Regions from separate parts of the Mus musculus genome. Here region 2 is linked to region 1. Evidence: chromatin contacts called from public HiChIP or PLAC-seq data. All regions are on one chromosome and are shown on one strand. Each heading gives the region's core, a stretch centred on a gene start, on an enhancer-like site or on the middle of the called end of the contact. The rest is flanking DNA. Distances are from core to core; before and after follow the strand shown. Region 1 overlaps Vkorc1l1 (vitamin K epoxide reductase complex, subunit 1-like 1). Region 2 holds the start of Asl (argininosuccinate lyase).

Region 1 (4,055 bases), core at 728-3,227:
TCCACTGTGAGTAAACACACCACTAGTTCAATGTTCCACCTCCATAGGAAATCGACTCAGCACTGCAGGAGCTGTTGGTGGGGCTGGGTACGAATGACGAACGAGAATGTCTTTTTTTTTTTGAGATAGGGTTTCTCTGTATAGCCCTGGATGTCCTGGAACTCACTTTGTAGACCAGGCTGGCCTTGAACTCAGAAATCCACCTGCCTCTGCCTCCCAAGTACTGGGATTAAAGGCATGCACCACCAATGCTCGGCGAGAATGTCCTTGAATCAAGTCCTCTGCCTTAGCTTAAGCACTGCTCTGTAATCTTTCTCTCAGGTAAGAAGTTTATGTAGGGCCTTGCTAGTCCAGGCTAGCCTCAAACTCAAACTCTCCTAGCAATCCTCCTGCTTCATTCAGCCTTCCTATGGTTGGGTTTACATGTGTATGCCACTCGATCCAGGTATAATTCATTTTACTCACAGATTATCCCAAAACAAAATCCCAAATTTCCATTCTGCATAAAATTCCTGCTAAGCCAGGCAGACATCTTTAATCTCAGTATTCAGGAGGCAGAAAGAGGCAGGTAGAGCTCTATCAGTTTGAGGCCAGCTTGATCTACAGACAGAGTTCCAGGACAGCCAGGGCTACATAGAGAACCTCTGTTTCCAAACACACACACACACACACACACACACACACACACACACACACACACAAAATTAATTAATTAAAAATAAATAAATAAATAAATTTCCTTCTGGCTCCTCAGTAGAAAAATGCAGGCTATGGGGGCTGGGAAGATGGCAGTGAAGAAGTGCACTGCTCTTGCAGGGGATCCGAGTTTGATTCCCAGGATCTGTGTCAGGTGCCTCACAACTGCCTACAATTCCACAATGAGGGTATCAGAAAGCCTCTTCTGGCCTCTGCTGGTGCCAGGTATTCACACATAACACAGGAAAAACATTCATATTCAAAAAACATGTTAAATACATTAAAAAAATAAAAATTAATGTTTTGGGGACATTTTCCTGTCTGTAGATCATCATAAAGTGACAAAGTAACCTAGAGATCTGGGAAAAGACTTTAGAGAGATGAAAGACTGTTCAACCCGGGCTTGGTGGTGTGTCTGTAGTTCTAGGCATTTGGGAGGCTGGGGTGGGGTCAAGGTTTTAGATGACAAATTCAAGGTCAGTTTAAGAAACACAAAGTGGAATCTCATCTTTTAAAAACCATCCCACCTAGGAAGCATGTCTTGACAAGTTTAAAACAGAAAGTGCAGAGCAGATACAATCTAAAGCAACAAAAGCTAAGTAGTAAAGTTCTTGCTTGGAACGAGGCCCTGGCTGTGTCTTGGTGTGGTCACCTTTCTTTCTGCTGAGCTTCTTGGAATGGGTGCGTCGGAAGTTTCCCTTCTCTTAATCCTTTCAGGGGCTCCAGATGCACGTTAGATTGCTTTTGACTTAAACTGTTGCCCCTGGTACAGTGCCTGATGAGTTATTACTATTTCCAGTTTTCTAACTTCCATTTCTGCTTAAATTGTTACATCTTTATAGATGCCTTCCTCATCTGTGTTCTTTACCATCTCTAAATGCTTTTTTGAATAAAATATACATTTTTACCTCCATTTCTTCTACCTTCTCAAACAAACAAACAAACAAACAAACCCATTAATTGTTTCAAGGTCTTTCTCCAGTGTGTTATCTCAGAGACTGTTTTTTCTCCTCATTTGAAGCACTTCCCTGGTTCTTTCTGTGCTTGGTAATTTTGAATGCTAAAATACCGCTTTCTCTTTTTCGTTCGAGGTTTTTTGTTTTGGCACACAGTGTTAAGCTGCTTGGGATCAGCCTTCAAAATTGCTTCTGTACTGAGAGGGTGGGTGCAGCACAACCTTTAATTAGGGCTGAGTTAGCCTCACCCCAGGGCCATGCATACCCTTTGATGGCCTGCAAACACTCCAGCTAGTAGGAACAATCTATGTCCAACTCTGTGTGAGGTCCTGGATCACTTTGCCTAAGGCTTTCCCAGTGCTGAAGTACTCCCTCTCAAACAAGTTCAGATCAGTGCTAGACCTAGACCCTCTGCCTGTCTAGAGTTCTTTATATCTTTTTCACTTAGGTAATCTACTCCCAAATTTTCTTCCTTCTCTCCTACTCTAGCCAACTTTTATGTCTAGCTTCCCAACCAAGTTAAGACCATCAACTTTATTTGGGGTCCTTTAATTCATTCTGCAGCCTGCAAACTTCTATATGAACTGACAACCCAAGAGCTCAGGTTTGCTTCTTTCTCTGAGAAATCTCTGCTCAGTATTACCCAGTACCTACAAACGGCTATCTTGTATGCTTACTGGTTTCTTTTTCTTTTAGTGTTGAGGACAGGACTAAGGATTGCATTGCCTAGGCAGTACACTATATATACACTGAGCCAGTTGTCTGGGCTTGGTGGCTCTGGCCCAAGTAGGGAACTCACTACCCTCACAGTTGCTCACCATAACACCTGGCTTGTTCTTTGAGATAGTCTCACTGTAGCAGACTAGCCTCCAGTTTGAGAGGTTCTTCCGCTCTCACCCTTCCAAGTGTTGGCATTACAGGACAAGGCCACTATGCCCAGCTAGTTTTCTGGTTTCTTTTCTTTCCTCTTTCCTACTTCTTTACAGGGAGAGGCAGCGACGTGGGTGTCAGAGGACAATTTGCAGAAGTCAGTTCTCCACTTTGAACATGTGAGTCCCAGGAACTGAACTTAGGTCATCAGATACCTTTACTCCCTGAGCCACCCATCTCACCAGCCCTGTTTGCTGCTTTCTTAAGGTAGCAAAGTATGATGAGTACGGTCAACATCCCAGGATTTAGACTTTCCTGGAAGATGGGCCCCTGAGCATGCCCGTAAGGGATCCTCTTGGTTATGTGGATTGGTGTGTAAAGACCCATTTTAACTGGAGGTTGGACTAGTCCTTGATCTATATAAAATGGGGAGAATAAACTGAACTCGGGCATTCATTACTCTCTGGCTGCAGACAAAGCATCCCTGATGTTTCAAGTTCCTGCAGACTATAAGCTAGAATAAACCCTTTCTCCCTTAAGTCACTTTTGTCAGGATGTCTTGGCACCACAACAGTTTTCCTTCTGGAAACTAAGCCAGGGGGTTAGATTCAGCCCTAGTTTTTCTGCTCTTGCTAGATAGAATATTGCAAGTCAAATGGTGATGCCTTCGGTTCACATCTAAAGCCTTTGTCTTACTCAGCCCAATGCACCCTCTTTGTAATGTCCAAGCAATGAGTTCCCTCCTTTCTCCTGACATTTGCTCCACTTTCATGTCTAATACTGAACTCTCTCCTTCATAGTGCCTTAGTGCCTTGGATTTCTTCACTTAGCAACAGCACAGAGAAGAAAAACAAACTTTAGAATGTAATCAATTAGTTTTTTAAAAAATCAAGTCTATCCTTTTTACTATATACATAACCAGAAAAATAACCAGAAGTTAATTCCTTTCCAATGTTAAGATGACCTGTTCTGGGTATTTTAATTGTTATTGTTTTATTTATTTTGACACAGTTTCTTTGTGTAGTCTGGTTGTCCTAGAACTCTTTTTTGTGGACCAGGATGACTTCAAACTCAGAGATCCACCTGCCTCTGCTACAGACCCACTGTTCTGGGGTTTTGTTTTTGGTTGAGTTTTTTTTTGTTGTTTGTTTTTAATGTACAGAAGTGCTCTGACTTCAGACACAACAGAATCGGGCACTGGACCCTATTATAGATGGTTGTGAGCCACCATGTGGTTGCTGGGAATTGAACTCAGGGCCTCTGGAAGAGCTTCTGAGCCATCTCTCTAGCCCCTGGTCCCCCTCCCCTCATTCTAATGATGCACAGCCCTCCAATAAGCCTCAGTCTTTAACTGTTTCCTTTGTTTCCATACCCATCCATAAACCCTGCCATAGCAAGGCTTGGGGGTGCATGCCTATAAATTCTAGCGCTCAGGAGGCTGAGGCAAGAAGACCACAACTTGAGGCCAGAAAGGACTACATAGTGATATGATATTGCATAAAACCCAATTTAAAAAACAAAACAAAACAAAAA
Region 2 (4,055 bases), core at 935-3,434, 58 kb before region 1:
CCAAATCCTCCCTGGGTGATTCTAGACGAGTGTCCAGTGCTGAGCCATGCCCTTCTCATTTCATAGATTCTAAGCGAGTGCTCTATTTCTGAGCCATTCCAGAACTCTTTTTTTTTTTTTTTTGGTTTTTCAAGACAGGGTTTCTCTGTGTAGCCCTGGCTGTCCTGGAACTCACTCTGTAGACCAGGCTGGCCTTGAACTAAGAACTCAGAAATCTGTCTGCCTCTGCCTCCCAAGTGCTGGGATTAAAGGCATGCGCCACCACGCCCAACCATACCAGAACTCTTAAGCACTTACTATAATCTAGGTCTATTTGGCATGATTTTGAAAACTTGTTTCTACACAAGGCATGGAAGTTTGATTAAAGTCCTGCATTGTGTGATACAGACATTCTAGCAACTACTGAGCATGCTCCTCGAATGTTCCCAGTCCCATCTTGGCTATCTCTAGCATCTCTGGTCTGTTGGTGATTAAAAACGTCCATAGTCCATAAGGGGCTGTAGGGATGGCTCCGGGGTTAAGAGGATGTGTTGCTCTTGCAGAGAATCCAGTTTCAGTTTCCAGCTTGCCGAATACAGAGGCTCACTGTCGTCTGTAACTCCAGTTCCATGGATGCCCACGTGCTCCTCTGACTGCCACTGGTATCAGGCACATACATAATGCACATACATACACGCATCCTCCATGATTGGAGGTCTATCATGACACACCTGGTCTCCACAGTGGCCGCTGCCCACTCTTCCAGCCATGTTCTTGTGCTGATTCAAGGTAAGCCCAGACCTCCTGCTTTGAGAATGAACGTGATAGACTGAAGGAAGCCCTGAGTTTTAACCCTCAATTGCCCGTTAGAATCCCTTTCTAGACTCTCTAAAGAATACCAACTGGACTACATCCCAACTTTGGGGGGGAGGTTTGTCCTTTTTTTTTGTACATTTATGTATGTAGTATGCATGCATGTGTATGTATCATGCATATGCATAGAGTGTAGAGGACAATTTGGTGAAGTCATTCTCTCTTTCCACTATGTGGGTCCTGGGATCAAAATCAGATTGTAAGATTTGACAATAAGCACCTTTACCCATTGAGGCACCTCACTGGATCCATCTTTTCTTTAGGTAGGCATTTATTTGGGGGTGGGGGAGGGGAGGTGTGCACCACTTGCCACAGAACATGTGTAGAGGTTGGAGAACAACCCTTTGGGGTCCATTCTTGCCTTTCCCCTTATTGAGGCAGGGCCTCTCTTATATTTGTCACTGCTCCAAGTTCCAGACTAGCTGGCCCCCACATTCCTCTAGTCTTCTCGCCCGTCTTGAGTAGAAATACTGAGACCACAGATGAGTCCCACAGCCGACCTTCTATATGATTTCCAGGGATCGAACTCAGCTGGCCAACCTTTCAAGGCTAGCTCTTGTGCTGAGCCATCTCTCTAAGCCCTGGATTCAAAGTCTTGACATTCCTACCTCAGGCTCCCGACTGCTGCGATCGCAGGTATGTGCTAACAGTTATCACAGGTAACTTAGCATTTAGCAGATATCTTTCCACAGCCTGACTGCCAGCCTTTTTTTTTCTTTCTTTTTTTTTTTTTTTTTTTAATTCCATAACCCAGGCTACCTTGAGCTGGCTTATGCAGCTCAGGATGACCTAGAACTTCTGACCCTCCTCCATCAATCTCCCGAAAGCCAGGACTACTGGCGTATACCACCATGCTTCATTAGTAGTCTGTATTGGCCTGGAACCTGAAGCAAGCCTTTTGCCTCAGCCTCCAGAGTACTGGTATAACCGGCATACAAAACCATACCTGATTTAGCATGATTTACCTCTGCCCCCTACTTTAAGACAAGGTCTCACTCTTTAGTCCCTGTTGCCCACCCCCAAGCCCCCTACCCCTACCCCCCACTCCCCACCCCGGCCGGCCTCTGCCTCCCAAGTGCTGAAACGGTTTTGAAACAGGTTCATCTGCAACCCAGGCCTGGAACCTCCAGCAATCTTCCTGCCTCAGCCTCCCGGGTGCTGCAGGGATGACAAACCTGTCGTCTGTCTTCACCTCAGCAAAGGTTTTGTGTGCTTGAACCTCAGTACAACTAGTGCTGACTCCCTGGAAATCACCTCTTCCTGCTGCTAGTAGCTTAGCCAGAGGTGGTCCCGCCCATAAGCGTGATTGATGAGTCACACCCACCTCTCCCAATTGGCTCTACTCTTCCAGGAGGCGGGGACAAGACAGAGGGGCAGCGGACGCCATCCGGACCAGAAAAAGCCAGGAGAGACCAGAAGGTAACCTGGTCCCTGAGTGTCTTGATCCACTAGGTCCAGGGAACGTGGGACAGAGGGAACAAACAAGAAGGAACGCGAAGTCTGTGGTGCGCTTGCTGAGTGCTGCCCACGTCCTGCAAGCCGAGCAGGTGTCCCAACTCCGTCCCTGCCCCGTAGACCTCCCGAGCCGAGTTGGTCAGTGTGGTCTTGTCTTCCAGATTCGTAAGACAGAAGCTCCAGGAGGAGGAGGAACCGCCCAACATGGCATCAGAGGTGTGTAGGACTGAGGGGACCTTGCAAAGGAGCGGGGAGGAACCAGTCGGGTTTAACCGCGTATGGGGGCCATCTCCTGCCACACAGACCTGCAGTGATCCTGAAATTCCCGACCACACTTCCAAAGACTGGCTTCACGTAGACTCAGGGATGTCCGCGTCGTTATCTGCCCATCCAGCGCCACCTAGTGGCTTATGTAATGATCTCACTATTGGCCACTATGTCGGGCGGTTTTCCCCGTTTTTTTTTGTTTTTGTTGTTGTTGTTTTGTAGTTTTTTTTTTTTTTCTCGTTTGTTTTTTGAGACAGGGTTCCCATGTGTAATCCTGGAACTCGCTCTGTAGACCAGGCTGGCCTCGACCTCAGAGATCCACCTGCTTCTGCCTCCCAGAGCGCTGGGATTAAAGGTATGAGCCACTGAGCCCTGCGTTTTCCCTTTTTAAAGAATTATTTTAAAATGTATATTTGTATGGATGTTTTGCCTGCATGTATAGACGTCTGTGAACCCCGGGGCTGGCTACTCCCTATGTGGGATCTAAAGGAATGGAGTTACAGATGTTTGAGAGCCACCATGTGGGTGAAGACCAAACCTCCATGCTCTTACTGGCTGAGCCCGGCTCTCCAGCCCCTGTTTTTCTTTCTTTGAGACAGTGGCTAACTTTTAGCCCAGGCTAGACTGGAATTCACCTCTACTCAGACTGGCCTTAAGCGTCTGACAAGTCACCTGCATCCACCTGCTGAGTGTTCAGATTCCGGGTGTGACCTACCACATGAAAGCTTTCCACTTTTTTTTTTTTTTTTTTTTTTTTTTAGCATTGTTTGTTCGTACATAAGTATGTCCATGTGAGCTCTCATACATGTGGTGATCAGAGGACAAAATGTGGGAGTGGATTCTCTTTTCAACAGGCTTGGCAGCAAGGGCCTTTACCCAGTTAGCTACCTCATCTTCCTTACATACCGCTTTTCACCCCACATCCTCTTGTCAGGCCCCACCCAATAGGATAACTCTCTCCTCCTATTCGCTTGTTCCCATGTATAGGAAAACTTGAGTCCCTAAATTGTCCTTGAGGTCCATCATATAGAACCGGCCAGGAGGGAGGGACCTCTCTCCGTGGCCCCAGTGACTCCCTAGGGTGTCGCTGTCCTCTCCTCTGGGCCAGGAATCCCTGGCTTGTCTTCCTATTTAGTGAAAGGTGTGCAAGATATAGGTCTCCCGTGGGCTTGGTTGGTTTAGCTGGTAAATGGAATGATGACAGCTATTGGGCTTCACCTGTAAGGAATGGATCTCAGAGTCATAGCTCTGAACTCTTAGGGAATGGAGGCTGTAGGGAAGCAGATGCCTGCATGTGTGGTCCCTTCTGGTCTTCGTTAGCTGGCAACTCACCTCCTTCCTCGTAGCTCATCATTCCGATTAAAGATTTAACTCACTTGAGTTACGACGGCCTGATCTGCTTAGCTGCTGGGTCATGCGGAGGGTCAGGAACAAGGGCTGGACTTTGGAGCCAAACAGATGTGATTTGTACACCAGGGTCC

The links. HiChIP or PLAC-seq counts read pairs in DNA pulled down with a chosen protein or histone mark.
Region 2: an H3K4me3 HiChIP or PLAC-seq map of bone marrow-derived macrophages shows a contact between it and region 1, with 2.9 times the contacts expected there. The contact joins the promoter of Asl here to the enhancer-like site in region 1. A contact is called at or near these places in 1 of 39 promoter capture datasets (neural stem cells), 3 of 484 Hi-C or Micro-C datasets (CD4 T cells, liver and short-term hematopoietic stem cells), 5 of 115 datasets of contacts at active chromatin or transcription factors (the SCID.adh cell line, bone marrow-derived macrophages and embryonic stem cells) and 3 of 9 other capture datasets (adipose tissue, liver and pancreatic islet).

Annotation. Positions count from the first base shown.
Region 1 is chr5:129,964,518-129,968,572 of GRCm38.p6, reverse strand. All of the region lies in intron 1 of Vkorc1l1 (vitamin K epoxide reductase complex, subunit 1-like 1), which reads right to left. Among named protein-coding and RNA genes, the nearest start is that of Vkorc1l1, 24 kb to the right of the region's middle. Within about 2 kb of position 1,977, at least 28 of the 459 cell types and tissues checked have an H3K27ac peak or open chromatin away from gene starts, as enhancers often do. A contact at or near this core is called in adipose tissue, bone marrow-derived macrophages and embryonic stem cells, where this site is marked.
Region 2 is chr5:130,022,510-130,026,564 of GRCm38.p6, reverse strand. Asl (argininosuccinate lyase) reads left to right here and starts at 2,184. Exons shown (of 17, transcript NM_133768.5): 1 at 2,184-2,271; 2 at 2,469-2,523. The coding sequence starts at 2,512. It overlaps Gm40334 (a long non-coding RNA gene), which reads left to right. Exons shown (of 3, transcript XR_868562.1): 2 at 543-768; 3 at 1,371-1,437.